2 separate regions of the Anas platyrhynchos genome follow, and region 1 is linked to region 2. The links are chromatin contacts, called in public Hi-C maps. All regions are on one chromosome and are shown on one strand. The core of a region is the stretch at or near the end of the contact, and the rest is flanking DNA. Distances in the headings are between cores, read along the strand shown. Region 1 overlaps DTL (denticleless E3 ubiquitin protein ligase homolog). Region 2 holds the start of PPP2R5A (protein phosphatase 2 regulatory subunit B'alpha).

Region 1 (6,232 bases), core at 1,999-4,498, 51 kb after region 2:
GAGAGGTACAGACTTTCCCGGAAACACTTGCTTAACTCCAGCTGCACGTGGGATTTCTACCAGAGCTGTCAACCCAACACACCACACGAGCGTTTTACTACGTTAAGAAACTATCTGTTCTAGGTAAGATGCTTAAAAGTTTGGGAAGCACATTGAGAATAGGTAAATACATTCTGCTGCTATTTTGCAAATGTCCCTACCACAAACGGTTTATTAAGCAAACAAACAAACAAAAAAAAAAACCCACACCACCAGAAGTTCAATAGATGAATCTTCACTGGCTTCAGAACTGGTATTTGCATGGCTGCCAAATGTCTGAACCTCTTTCAGCCAACCAACTGGACCACAAAGCCTGTTAAGAGTTCACAAAAGTGCTCCCTATAGCACACACACCCGTTAAACTCAAACCCTGTTTCTCTTTAACCGTTCATAAATATTTCTCATTTTTATTATTGATCCATATTATTATTACTCTTCAATCACAGCTCATGTGATAGATACAGCCGAAGTTAGCATTAGGTGGCCCAAGGAAGAAAACACACAAACATGCACACACAGATTACATCCAAGCTTTGCATGCTTTCAGCAGACAATCCGTTCCAGATCTATGAGTCACCATTATTGACGTGATATTATAAGGGGGATTTATAAGGAGGATTTGCATACATGACTAAGTGAATGAACTGATCCTTTACTGTGTGGGAAAAGGAGTAGATGTTACATACAGATTTCAAAGAAAGATGCAAAACATCTGGGAAGGCTTCTGACTTAACACAGAAAGTTTTTGGTCTTGTTTTTATTAATTTTTCCCTTGTGGATCACCTCCTATAGCACCCTGTAGAATTGTAATTGAATATCCAGCTTCTGAATCTTGTAACTTGTTGTGATATTGTGAGAAAAATCAGGTTCTTCATAACAGGCCATATTTTCTCCCCAATATAGCAGAGGCAATCACTGACTAAATATCCACTAAATGCCTTGTTCAGATTATTCCTTCTCTGCAAAATATGCAACATCATGGAAACTAAATGCCTATTTAGGGAATAATCAACAGAGGTGCAGAGAACACCTTCATTTACTGATAGCAGTCTTGCAATGCACACATAACAGACTGAGTAGTCACTAGTAGTCACTGACTCCTGAAAGGAAAGCAGAGGAAGAGAATAACTCTTGCTAGCAGAGGAAGAGAATAACTCTTGCTGGACCAAACTGGTTTTACACTGCAGTGGTGTAAATTAAACCAATTACACCCAATTTACATTACTGTGTACTAAAGTAGGATAGGATGCATTCATTAGAATATGAACAAGGAGGAGGCCAACCTACACCACCCATACTTGGGTGCTAGAAAAAAAAATGCATTAGCAAGAGTTTTGTATTTCCTTATTTCCCTGGAATGCTGATGTATTTAGAGTCCAGAAACCCTCATTTTTAGCCCTGCTTCCTAAGGAAGGGTGGCTTCTGCAGCAAGGGGACCCATCTGTCTACTTCAACCTTTGGCTGAAATTGTTCAGCAGGTCCACACCCAAAAGAGGGCAGTGATCTTGGAACAGCTTCATGCTGATGAGATGGAGCATGCAGCCAGTGTTCCCATGGAGCAAGGCAGGCAGAACTGCAGCCCTGTCCATTGCATTTGGCAGAAGACAGTTGGCCAGCCTGTGCATTTTAAGTCAAGATTAGCCACAGCCCATGCTGCTTTTTGCCTGATTTGACAGGATATCGTTGGGGAAGTCAGAGCTATTGTGGTAAGGTTAAGAAACAGAGAAACCTAGGAAGTGAGACTTTATTACTCTACTCATTGAACAGCTGTTGCATCCATTATCAGCGTAAAATGGTGTGTATAGTTTTATGCTTAATGATACAAAAGCACATACATTCCAACACTGGGTAAGACAGACCAAAGGGTAGCTTAATATAGTTATATTGAAGGATAATGGAGCCGTGGAAGTGTATATCTATGAACTATATTGTTTATTACCAGGGAGGTAGGTCAGCTAGATACCATTCTGCAGACAGAAACTTCTCTGCTCTCTGGCTTTTATGATCTTAGGGTTGTTTGAGTCAGTTCATTAACTGACAGATTAATAATTAAAAAAAAACAACCCAACACAATAAAGTGAATGTTCATTGTCTGAAAGTGATGTTATACACGGAAGCAGACTGAAACAGCACTCTCGTCAGCAATACCTTCTAGCCACAGTATTTCCTGGGAACTGCTGACCCAAGCACAGCTTGGCATTGCTTCCAAAGTTCCTCAAAGAAATAATCTAGGCGGACAATGTCTTGTTCTATCTTTTATTCCTTGATAAGGTCTTGGTCTGCCTTTTATTCCTCTCTAGATATGGAAAGATAGCACTCTTCATTAAATTCTTTCCAACATTACCTGTTAACTGTTCACGAAATATCTAAGCATATATTTTTCACAGTACTCTAAGTCCTCATCCCATTAAAAGATACACACGTTTCAATGTCAGTAAAAAGTCTTCCAACATTTAAGACAAATTAAGAAGCCTCTGCATATGACAGATCTGAGAAAGAGACCAAGTTTTGCTGAAGGTTTGTCTTTCTAACATGCCTATGGGAATAAAAGAAAAGTGATTACCCGATTACTTATTTGTTAAGTATGTAATATGATCTGTCACCCACATGTGACAGCAATAGAAGCCTCCTGTATGCAAATAGCTTTTAAATATATTTGCATAAACATTGAGATGTTATGACATCCTTGAATGCTCCTGACCCAGTTCCAGCCACTTTTCCACGAAAAAGCCAAAACACATGAATGCAGGATGCACAGCCCAGGTTTCCACAGGTATTTTTGCTGAACTTGCAAAGAACTGAGGAAGGTTAAAATTACACTCCTTGACATGGAACTGGCCATGCTATTGCACTCCTGCTACTTCTGAGTAAGCAACCTAGCTGCTTACAAGAAGTGTTCTCACAATCAAAGGGACTACATGCTCAAACCACAAAAGGGTGACCCTCTTCTCTCACCTTTCTATTTTACTTTCAAATTCATTGTGAACAGGGCAAACAATTCAATAGTCCCTAAAATTACCCAGAACCTGAAATGAGCAGTCACCTGCAGCTTCTGTCTACTCTACTTGAGATAGGAAGTCTACTCTATTCCTGTACAGCTGTAAACTATGGAGAACAGAACTTGAAGCACGCCTTATTCTGAGGTCCCTGCTATTAACTTTGTGACATTTGCATTTCCTACACGTCAGCACAAGATGCCAAGTGACTAAGCCTCTCAGCTGTCAGACAGTGCTTTGGAATTTTGCTGAAGGCTCTGGCTGAGCCCTCGCTGTAATACAAAGGCTTTAACTACTGCAAATTAAGTATGAGAAAAAGCTAAATCTGCAGCAAGAGCTAGAAAAGGGGGGTGGGGAAGCGTGCCCTTTAAAACAATTGTTTTTGTGTGTGTGTGTTGTTTTTTTTTCCCCTAATGTGCTCCATTGCTAAATATGAACCAAGAACTGTCTACTCGTCACAGTTGCCTAAATCAACAGGATCGAAAGAGGACTGTAATGCCCATTAAAACCAGATTACAATCGGCAACTTGCAATAAGCAGCAGTGATGAGAGATGTATTGATGGCAGGAGGTTAGCTCTGCTTCACATTAGCTGCATCTAGCCTGGACAGCAACATGCTCTGGGCACAACATGCCAGGAGCTAACCCCACGCTGCTTTAAGTAGGAGTGGGAGGCAGGGAGTGTCCTACATGAACATGAAAAGCAAATGAAACGAAAGAGCAGAGCACTTCTGGGCAGCCAGCCTGGGCAGGCCCGCTCCCTTGGGTTTCTCCCAAGCGTCTCACCTTCCAGATGTACGCGTTGCAGTCACTCGAGCCGCTCACCAGGAACTGGTCATCTGGGCTAGTACTAGATTTGATGTAAAAGCTGGAGTTCTGGTGTCCGCTGAAAACCGCCACTGTGAGAAAAAACAGTGAAAGTAAAAACACCACTCAGCGCACAGCTGTGGGGTTGGTTGCATAAGCAGGGCTGATCTTACAGGCTTTTCCTGCCCAGCCACGTATCCTCTAGAGAAAGTGGTTGTACTGCTCCCTTGCTCTAGGGCTCCGAGCTCCAGCCGGCAGGTAGCAGGAAGCATCATTCAACAGCAGCCCTCACAGCTCCTGATACGAAGCAGGTTTACCTGAACGGCTCTCTCCACAGCATTAGAAAGCAGTGGCAGGTTTATTAAAGCTTTGGCCTGGTTACAATACGAGCAGAGCCAAGACATCACGTGGGCTACCCCAATGCTCTGGTTATGGCTCCTCTCCCCCTCTTCCCAGTGCCACAGCCACCAGTCTCACTACATTAACAAGGACAGTCACACAAAATGCTTCCGCTGAAGCAACCAGAGCATTTGCTACTCCTTTCTCTGGCTGCCAGCATCTCCGTTTCGTCAGCAAAACGTCCGCCGTGTCAGCTACGCTCGTCAGACATCTATATTTAACGTCCCCGTAATGCTTCACCTCGAGGCCCCAAATAGCTGCTGCTCTTCCTATTGCGAGCACCGGAAGAGCCAAGGGCCAGCACAGGAGCTGAACGTGGATGCGGAGCACCCCAGCCTCGTTATCAGGGTGGAAAGGGCAAGTTTCCTGATTTAGCACCGCATGGGGCCGGCACACCCTCGCCCGGCCCTGGCGCTCAGAAGTGGTGACACTGTGAACGTTGCAGGATCCACAAGAGCGCAGCAAGAAAATGGCAGTCAGCAGTCAGTTAGAGGGTTTTCAGACTCTTTCCCATCATGTTTTTGGCAAAGAAGGTGACCCACAGACCAGAGGACATGTGGTTGCCTCTGGCTTTCTTTGAAACGTGGTGAGACCCCACAAGATGCTTTGATTTTAACCTGCGGCTCCTTCTGCGCAGTGGTTACAGGCAAATCCTATTACAGAAGGATTTCCTCACGGCTCCCTTCCAGCTAACGCTGTCCTGATATTAGATCGGAGCTGCTGCTGTCTGGATAAAGACCAGCGAGGCTGGAGGCCCTGCGTCCCCGCTGGCACCTCACGCCAACCACAGGCCCGTGCTGCCCTCTGCGGGAGGCACGGCACACCATTCCCTGGCCAATTCCCCAACAGCCACACACATTTTTCAGCTGGCTGGTTGAATCAAGATTTCTCTCGAGGTTTTATCTGCTACACACAAGTCAACGGAAGGCAACAGCTATATGCAGAGGCAGGTGATGGGGTGTCCTGGGCTTTGTCCCGTTCTTGCAGGGGGACAGGCTGGTGGGAGAATTTCCACAGCTCAGTGGTGACACCCAGGGTTAAAATCAACTACTGACCTATTAATATTTAATCCTTGCACTACTTCTCAGCTTTGGAAGCATTCCCACCCAACAGACTGCCTTGCTGAAGAGCATACAGAAGGACACATTGTTCATTTAGTTTCAATTAACTGGAAGACTAAGAAAAGGCAATGGAAACTAAATCATATGTCTGTCTGGAATGCATCTAATAAGATTTGCCACTTTCTAAGAAGCAGCCATTGGCCTATGACAAAGAAGCTTAGTGCACCAAAGTCTGTGACCCATCTTGTTAACAAAAAGGTCACAGATGCAGAGCTGAAGGAATCTAGAAAGTTGAGAAAACAAATGACAGACAAAAAGAAGCATCAATATGCTGGGGATATTTCCTCCCAGAAACTGCTGCAGAAGCTAAATTTAACAGACACCTTAAAATATCTAAGTACAACATAATAGGTGATCACTTTACATGGATTCAGACCTTAAAAGTTGAAAGATTGGCAGTAAGCAGAAGATTCAAGATTGCTTCAGGTGGGCAGCAGGTGGACACTAACCATTCCTCGCAAGATAACCAGAGTCAATATGCAAACTACTCTTAGTGTCAGTCTAGTTGAAGCAGCATCTGCACTTACATGGTTTTGTGCTATTATATTTATTTACAACGGTTTAAAACTAAATATGAAGTCCTTGTAATATTAGTATATGAAAGTATAATATTCAACAGGTACCTTCTTTCCCAGGTACTTTCAGACATGAGAGAAGCTCTGTAACATCTAGCTAACACTGCCAGATGTCAGTCCATAACATGCTCCTTGTCTCTGGACTGCCCCACAAAACTGCTACACCAGGGTTCCAGCAAGTGCTGTGAGCACCAAGGGCTGGGGGTGAGCTTTTTGCATCTATAGCACCACATCACCTGTAGCTTGAAGAGTTGTTTTTATTGTTGAATAAGAACAATTTTGAAGCAGAAGTCTGC
Region 2 (6,192 bases), core at 892-3,391:
CTGGCTACCTGGGATACTGTTACTCATAAAAGCATGCTTTGCCCACAATTTCTGTTCTGAAACAGATTTAGAGGGCAAGACTTTCAGTGTAAACCATAAGCATGAAGACAGATGTGATTTTCCTTTAAGAATTTCAGGCAATTCGAGCTACTATAAAACTCTGCTTAACTGAACGGATTCCTCTGATAGTTTATGGCCTCAAATTTCCAAACATTCGAGCTGCTGATGCCACACAAACTTTCCCTGTACAATAAGCAAAAAGCTGTAAAACTGCACTCACAAAACGAGAAGACTTAATCATACGAAGTTAAAAATCTAACATTAAAGTCCCGGTTCAGCAAAGAATGTAAACTTGGACATTTTGCTGATTTAAGCTGGAATTGCTCCCTGCATAAAGTACGTACGCTTAACTGTTTGCTGGATCAGGACCCAAACTTTCTGAAGTCTGCCACCTATGTGCAATATTTGCCAAGTGCTTTTACAAGGTCTCAAGAATGGTTTTATAAAAAAAATGATCTTTGAGGAAAATAAACTGTCTGAACAGCATGGGAATTAGCCTTTCATTATTATTGAAACTTGGCAGAAGTTTAGTCATACCAATAGCAGAAACTGAAGCTTGATTTCAAAGAAATCATCTTGGTTATAAATCCTGTAAATCCAGCTAAAGGGAGGACAAAACTTCACAAAGAAAACCCAAAACAAGCACTGTGAAGAACACCTCTTCTGTTTTCAAGCGTAACGTGCTCAGCCACTGCAACAAAGATGCTAAAGAAAAAAATAAGTCCCATGTTACCTTCCTGCCCAAGCTTATTTGCATTTAATAACATTTCTGCTAATAGCCAGTTTCATGATTCATGAACATCTGCCGTTCAGGAGCAGCAAGAAACTGCCTTGAAATACTACAGCTGTGACTGTATAATCCACAAAAATCAAACAGGAAAAAAAATATTTAGCTTTTAGGACTATTTTTAAGTCGGCCACACTGCACTCTGATTTGGGGCATTTGCTGCAGATCATTAAGAGTTATTTTTTCCCACCATCGTACGATGCAGCTTCAAAAACTTGAACACGAGTGACAGCACAATTGCTCTGGGGTAATGTTAGGGTAATGTTTGCCCCTTGTTGCTCAGGTTCTTGTTAAATACGTTAACAAGGAGTTCGCATTCCCTGCTGAATAACTACTTTTCTAATTTTTAAGGGAGGGAAAACTTTGGTGGGAAGGGGGGGAAGGCTGCACTGAACTTCTGGTTCATTTTTGCAACCTGCTAGCAAACAGCCTGCCCGGATTTTAGTTTCAGGATGAAGGATAAAGGCTGCGGTGCCGGTTTTCATGCCAGGGCGTCATTTTTTCTTTCACCCAGGCTTTTGAGATACCGCCTCGTTCCCCAAACCCCGGCGGGGCAAACACCAACCCCCAAAAAAGCGCTGGGGAGGCCCGAGGCAAGCCCGGGACATGATGCCAGGGGCACCGGGCTCCTCTTCGCAACCCCCCTGAAGGGAGAAGGGAGGAGCCACCGCGGCAGAGAGGGGACGGAGGGAGGGGGGGGGACGACACGGGGACAGGGCAGAGGGGACGGAGGGACGGGACAGGGGGACGCGGGGACGAGGCAGGGCCACGCGGAGGGTTTCGCCGAGGTACCTTTGAGCTGGGGCAGCGGCGAGAGCTCCACCTGGCTGCCGTGGCCGCGGAACTGCGAGGAGCCCTGCGAGCGCCGCTGCCGCTGCGCCTTGCGCACGGATTTCCGCGTGAAGCCGTCCACTTTCTCCGCGGCGGAGATGGCCGCCGACATGGCTGGGCGGCGAGGCGGCGCGGGGGGGACGCGCTCGCCGCGGGCATATATCAAAGCGGGCGGGAAGGAGGAAAAAAATAAAAAATTAAAAAAAAAAAAAAATAAACGCTGATGATGATAATTAAAAATTATGAGCGACCCAGCCTCCTCGCCGTTCCCTCTCCCCAGCCGTGGAGCGGCCCCGCGGAGGGGGGGGCGCTCGGCAAACTTCGCAGCGGGCCGGGCCCGCTGTCATCCGCCGGGCTGGCCGGGGGGGCGGCTCCCCAGCGCCCGGCTTCCGCACGCCCCTTCCCCGCCTTCAGGCGCCGCCGCCCGCAGCGCCCCCCCGCCCCGCCGCCATCCCGCCCGCCCTCTGCCCCGCCCGCCGCCAACGGCGAGGGGAGGGGTGGGGGGGGCGGGGGGGCGGGGCCGTGGCGGGGTGAGTGACAGCGCGGGGCGACCAATGAGAGGAGAGGGTGGGAGAGGAGGGAGAGATTGGCGGGTAGATGCTCCAATCGGGAGGAAGGAAGAGGGAGTGGGTGGGGCTTCCCGCTATGAGGTCGGGGGGCGGTGGCGGAGCGCGGCCGTTGGGCGCGAGGCGCGGCGGCCGTTGGGCTGTGGTGCTGCCGCGGAGGCTGCTCAGGCGGGAGGAGGGTGAGGGCTGCCCCCTCAGCCGCCCCTCCATGTGGCACCGGGCATTGCGTGCCTCGCGGCGGAGCTCCGGCAGCGCCTGGCTGCCTTTTGGGATGGGTTTCTAACTCCTCTGTTGAGTTAGGATGAGCACAGTGAGAATCGTGTAGGTTTGGGGTAGCAAGTGTTGGTGTCTGAGCCAGGGAGCGCCGCTAAGGCAGGCAGAAGGATGGGGAAGAGAAATTTGAGGTTATAATCTTCCTGCCCAAAGGATATAATGCTACAGTCGTGTAAAGTTTTCATCAGGTGTCTCAGTTAGAGATGAGTTTCAGAGAGTAAATGTGCCACATGGTTTATGTGGTTCAAGCTGAAGTTAGGCTGCAAGAAGCGTGCGTTGCGATCGCTGCAGCACATGGAAAACACAGTGTTTGTGCATGCGGCACTGGGCTGCACACAAGTGACTTTTCCCAGGCCCATTTCCATATAAAAACAGCCCAGCTCTTGAACTGCCAGCGTGTGGGATGGCTTACGGTCATACAGGTACAGGGAGGCTTTCTGCACACCAGCATGTGCCTTCCTAGTGCCTAGCTTTAGGTGCCGATTCAGCAAGTAAGCATGTTTAGCATTTTAAAGGCTAGCATCTCTAGCATTTTAAAGGCTAAAATCTAAAATTTTGGTAGGACGTAAATACTGTAAGGTAATTGCACTTTATGTGCTCTCATGAGCCAAACTTACTATGTAGAATCCATAAATCAAAAGCCATATTTGGATAGCAGCTTTAAATGAGCGTAAAAGTGGTTGTTTTGTAAACAGAGATAACTGTAATATACTGTTATCTTTCTTGGATGTCTACAGACATTTTAATATATATATGTTATTTCATAAAATCAATTTTGAAGACCAAGTGGCATACGTTGGACACTTGCCCTTTAAACTTCTGACTTGTATCCATTGCAGTAAAAGCAATGCTTGCATTCCTTACCTGGTTAATTTACGTTTCACTACACGGCCTGTTGGTCCTACTCAGAGCACTAAGGCCCAGACCTCGTGTCAGTGTGTTCCCCTGTTCCTGCCTGCCCTCCAACAGCTGTCATTTTCTTCTGCACCCATTTTTAGAAAGTGACACGGTCCGGTGTGTCCTGTATACTGTTTATTGGCAACTCAACCCTTGCTGCCTGTCCCCCATGTGAAAGCGCCTACCTTCAAGTTTCATCAATTGAGCATTTTGAAAACGGTTAATGAAAAGCATTAAGTAGGTTCTGAATAACACGAAAACATCTCCTGAGACGTAAAATATTTTCTCTGAGGTACTAGGCTTTGGGATGGTTGCCATGCTGCTTAAAACAATGTTGTAAAAACCTATTGGCAGTTGAGATTCGTGACGCAAAGCCCTAAGTAAATAATAGGTATAGCCTTGCAATGATGGAATTTTCATATCAGTTGCACTGGAAAATATTTTCAGACCGTATCTTCATGGACTGCTCATAAAAGAAGTACTGGTGAAGTCTGTCAGCGGAGCAAAAAATAGGCTGCTTTATTGTCGTGAATAAATTAAAAGTATTTTTAGCTATTGAGTTTTCTGTTGTCTTGTTAATATAACTTTTCTGGTTTGGAAATGAATGAGCAGCAGCTCTGTCAACCAGCCACAGTTTCGCAAATCGAAAAGCTAATGGTTGAACTGGCGTTTGCTTGAGGACGGTGGAATTATGTGGATGTGAGAGGCCATTTGACCGTAAAGGTGTGCGGACCAGGGTGTCTGGGGGAAGACTGAAAGCGAGAGCTGCGGCTGGCAGTCTGAAATAGCTGCGCTGGGGAAGGCTGAAGTTTGCCTTCCCCACTTCTGCACACGCTGCTGCTTCCTACACAGCTGCCTGAGCTGCTTCTGAGTCAGCTTCTGAACCCCATGGTTTCTACGGAGTATTTAAAGGCACACAGCGATGATGCCAGGTTATAAGCTGCCGGCTCCACATCTAATTCATAAAAGTCTGCGGTGTCCACAGAGAATGTTGTGAATAGTAATTTTCTGCCAGGCTGTTCCCACTCTTCAATCAGAGCCTTCAGTGTGCACCGAAGCACTGATTCTGCAAAGCCTTATGTGCGTATCTAAGTTTACTCGGAAGAAAACTCATTATCATTCATGATCGTTATTCACAACAGAGAAGCATCATTCTAGAACAGATTTAACTGAAAGTCACATTTGCAGTTCTTTTCATTCAGTCACAGAGATTTATTCCCTGTACCTTCCTAGCATTTTTTTATAATCCAGGAGTGGAAAGGTGAATGAGACCGTGATGTATCATTAAGTTTCAGATCCCTGTTGAACTTGGAAGTGTGGGGTTTCGAGTACTGGGTTGCTGCTGAGATTTTGCTATGGGGATTTGACTGGTTGCCAGCAGGCAAGGACTTAGCCAGTTTTGCTTTCCCGGTCTTCTGTACAGGTGCTGAGAGGCCAAGCTACAAGAAATGCAGTTCTCAGAGACAGTGGGAGGAATATTTTAGTAAAGAGGATGTCATAAGTATATGAACCCTCGACCAGGATGGTTTGTGGAGAAAAGTCATGAAAACTTATTATGGTTTCCTGCTCAAAATGAACATGTTTAAGGAAAACCCTTGTTGTCTGCAGCAGTGCTTGTATTTACTATTGTGCCATTCCATCAGTTTTTCAAGGTATTTCAGCTAACTTAAAATACTGTCTGTGCTAAGGCTGTGCTGAATTCAGTTTAAGCATGTGAACTGTCCCAGTGAAACCGAGTTTACTGTTCACAAACGTCAGGTTAACTGTGTTCTGTGGTCTGCACTGGCTAGTCACTATCTAGCAGAAGTCTTCCTAAGTCTTCTGCTTGATAAATCCTTAAATAATACAGAATCAATTATCTCAGGGACCATCTGTCACCTTCCTCCCAGAGCAGGATTTGAAATTCTGGGATTGGAAACCAGAGATTAGTTGGCAAGACCTTCTTTTTAAGGGCGCTGAGTAAGATTTCCTTCCACATACCTATGAATACGTCACTACAGTCTTTCCAGGCAAAACTATGTGCATGGGTATTTGCAGGCAATGGATTGTTAAAACTAGCTCTGATTCATGTTGTTATTTTAAAAACCTTTTAATTAAATCTTCTGTCAGGCAATCCAGCGTGACTGGGTTGCAAATAAAAAAATATTTTAAGGAGTTTGTACACACAAGCACATACATGCATGCATACACTGATTGCCATAACTGATAGTGCAGTGAAAATGTACCCCAATTTAACTCCTTAATTCTGTCTTTGTCTTGAACTGTCATTTTGGGTGGAAACAGTGCTGTCTGAGATAGCAATAGGAATCTGGCTTAGTATGATGCAAAGCAGCCCTTAGGAACATAGGTTTACAACTAAGCTTTCGAAGTCTGCTAGTGTCTTTGCTGTAATGACATTTTCTTAGCAAAAATTGACAGAACATGAGCGTACATGTATTTATTAATCTGTTGTCTGTGCTAAAGATCACCCTGCATTTTATATGTAAAATGGGGAAAGATCTTAAGCAAAAAGAGTGGATTTGTAGTATTTTTAAACATAAAAAGTGGCACCCCTATTCACTGAAATGCCAAAAATAAAATAAAATAAATAAAATTAAAAAACACCAAATGACCACCACCAAAAAAAACACCCAACTGTAGCCTTACTACTACCACTTTCTAAATGCTTTTGTCTGTGAAATACCAGGCCTTTGTAAATGCCAGCTAGCACTCTCCTCAGCTTTGCAGTCTTCTACAAAGCTTGTTCAACACAACATTTAGAAAATAAAAAGGAAGTAT

The links. Hi-C and Micro-C count contacts between places; a contact is called where the count stands out from the background.
Region 1: a Hi-C map of subcutaneous adipose tissue shows a contact between it and region 2, with 1.7 times the contacts expected there. The contact joins the enhancer-like site here to the promoter of PPP2R5A in region 2. A contact is called at or near these places in 3 of 8 Hi-C or Micro-C datasets (liver, skeletal muscle and subcutaneous adipose tissue).

The regions. Positions count from the first base shown.
Region 1 is chr3:25,438,498-25,444,729 of IASCAAS_PekinDuck_T2T, forward strand. DTL (denticleless E3 ubiquitin protein ligase homolog) reads right to left here. Exons shown (of 15, transcript XM_038177731.2): 11 at 3,821-3,933. Among named protein-coding and RNA genes, the nearest start is that of DTL, 10 kb to the right of the region's middle. Within about 2 kb of position 3,249, at least 1 of the 8 cell types and tissues checked has an H3K27ac peak or open chromatin away from gene starts, as enhancers often do. A contact at or near this core is called in subcutaneous adipose tissue, where this site is marked.
Region 2 is chr3:25,388,248-25,394,439 of IASCAAS_PekinDuck_T2T, forward strand. It overlaps PPP2R5A (protein phosphatase 2 regulatory subunit B'alpha), which reads right to left and starts at 2,142. Exons shown (of 13, transcript XM_013095757.5): 1 at 1,640-2,142. The coding sequence starts at 1,790.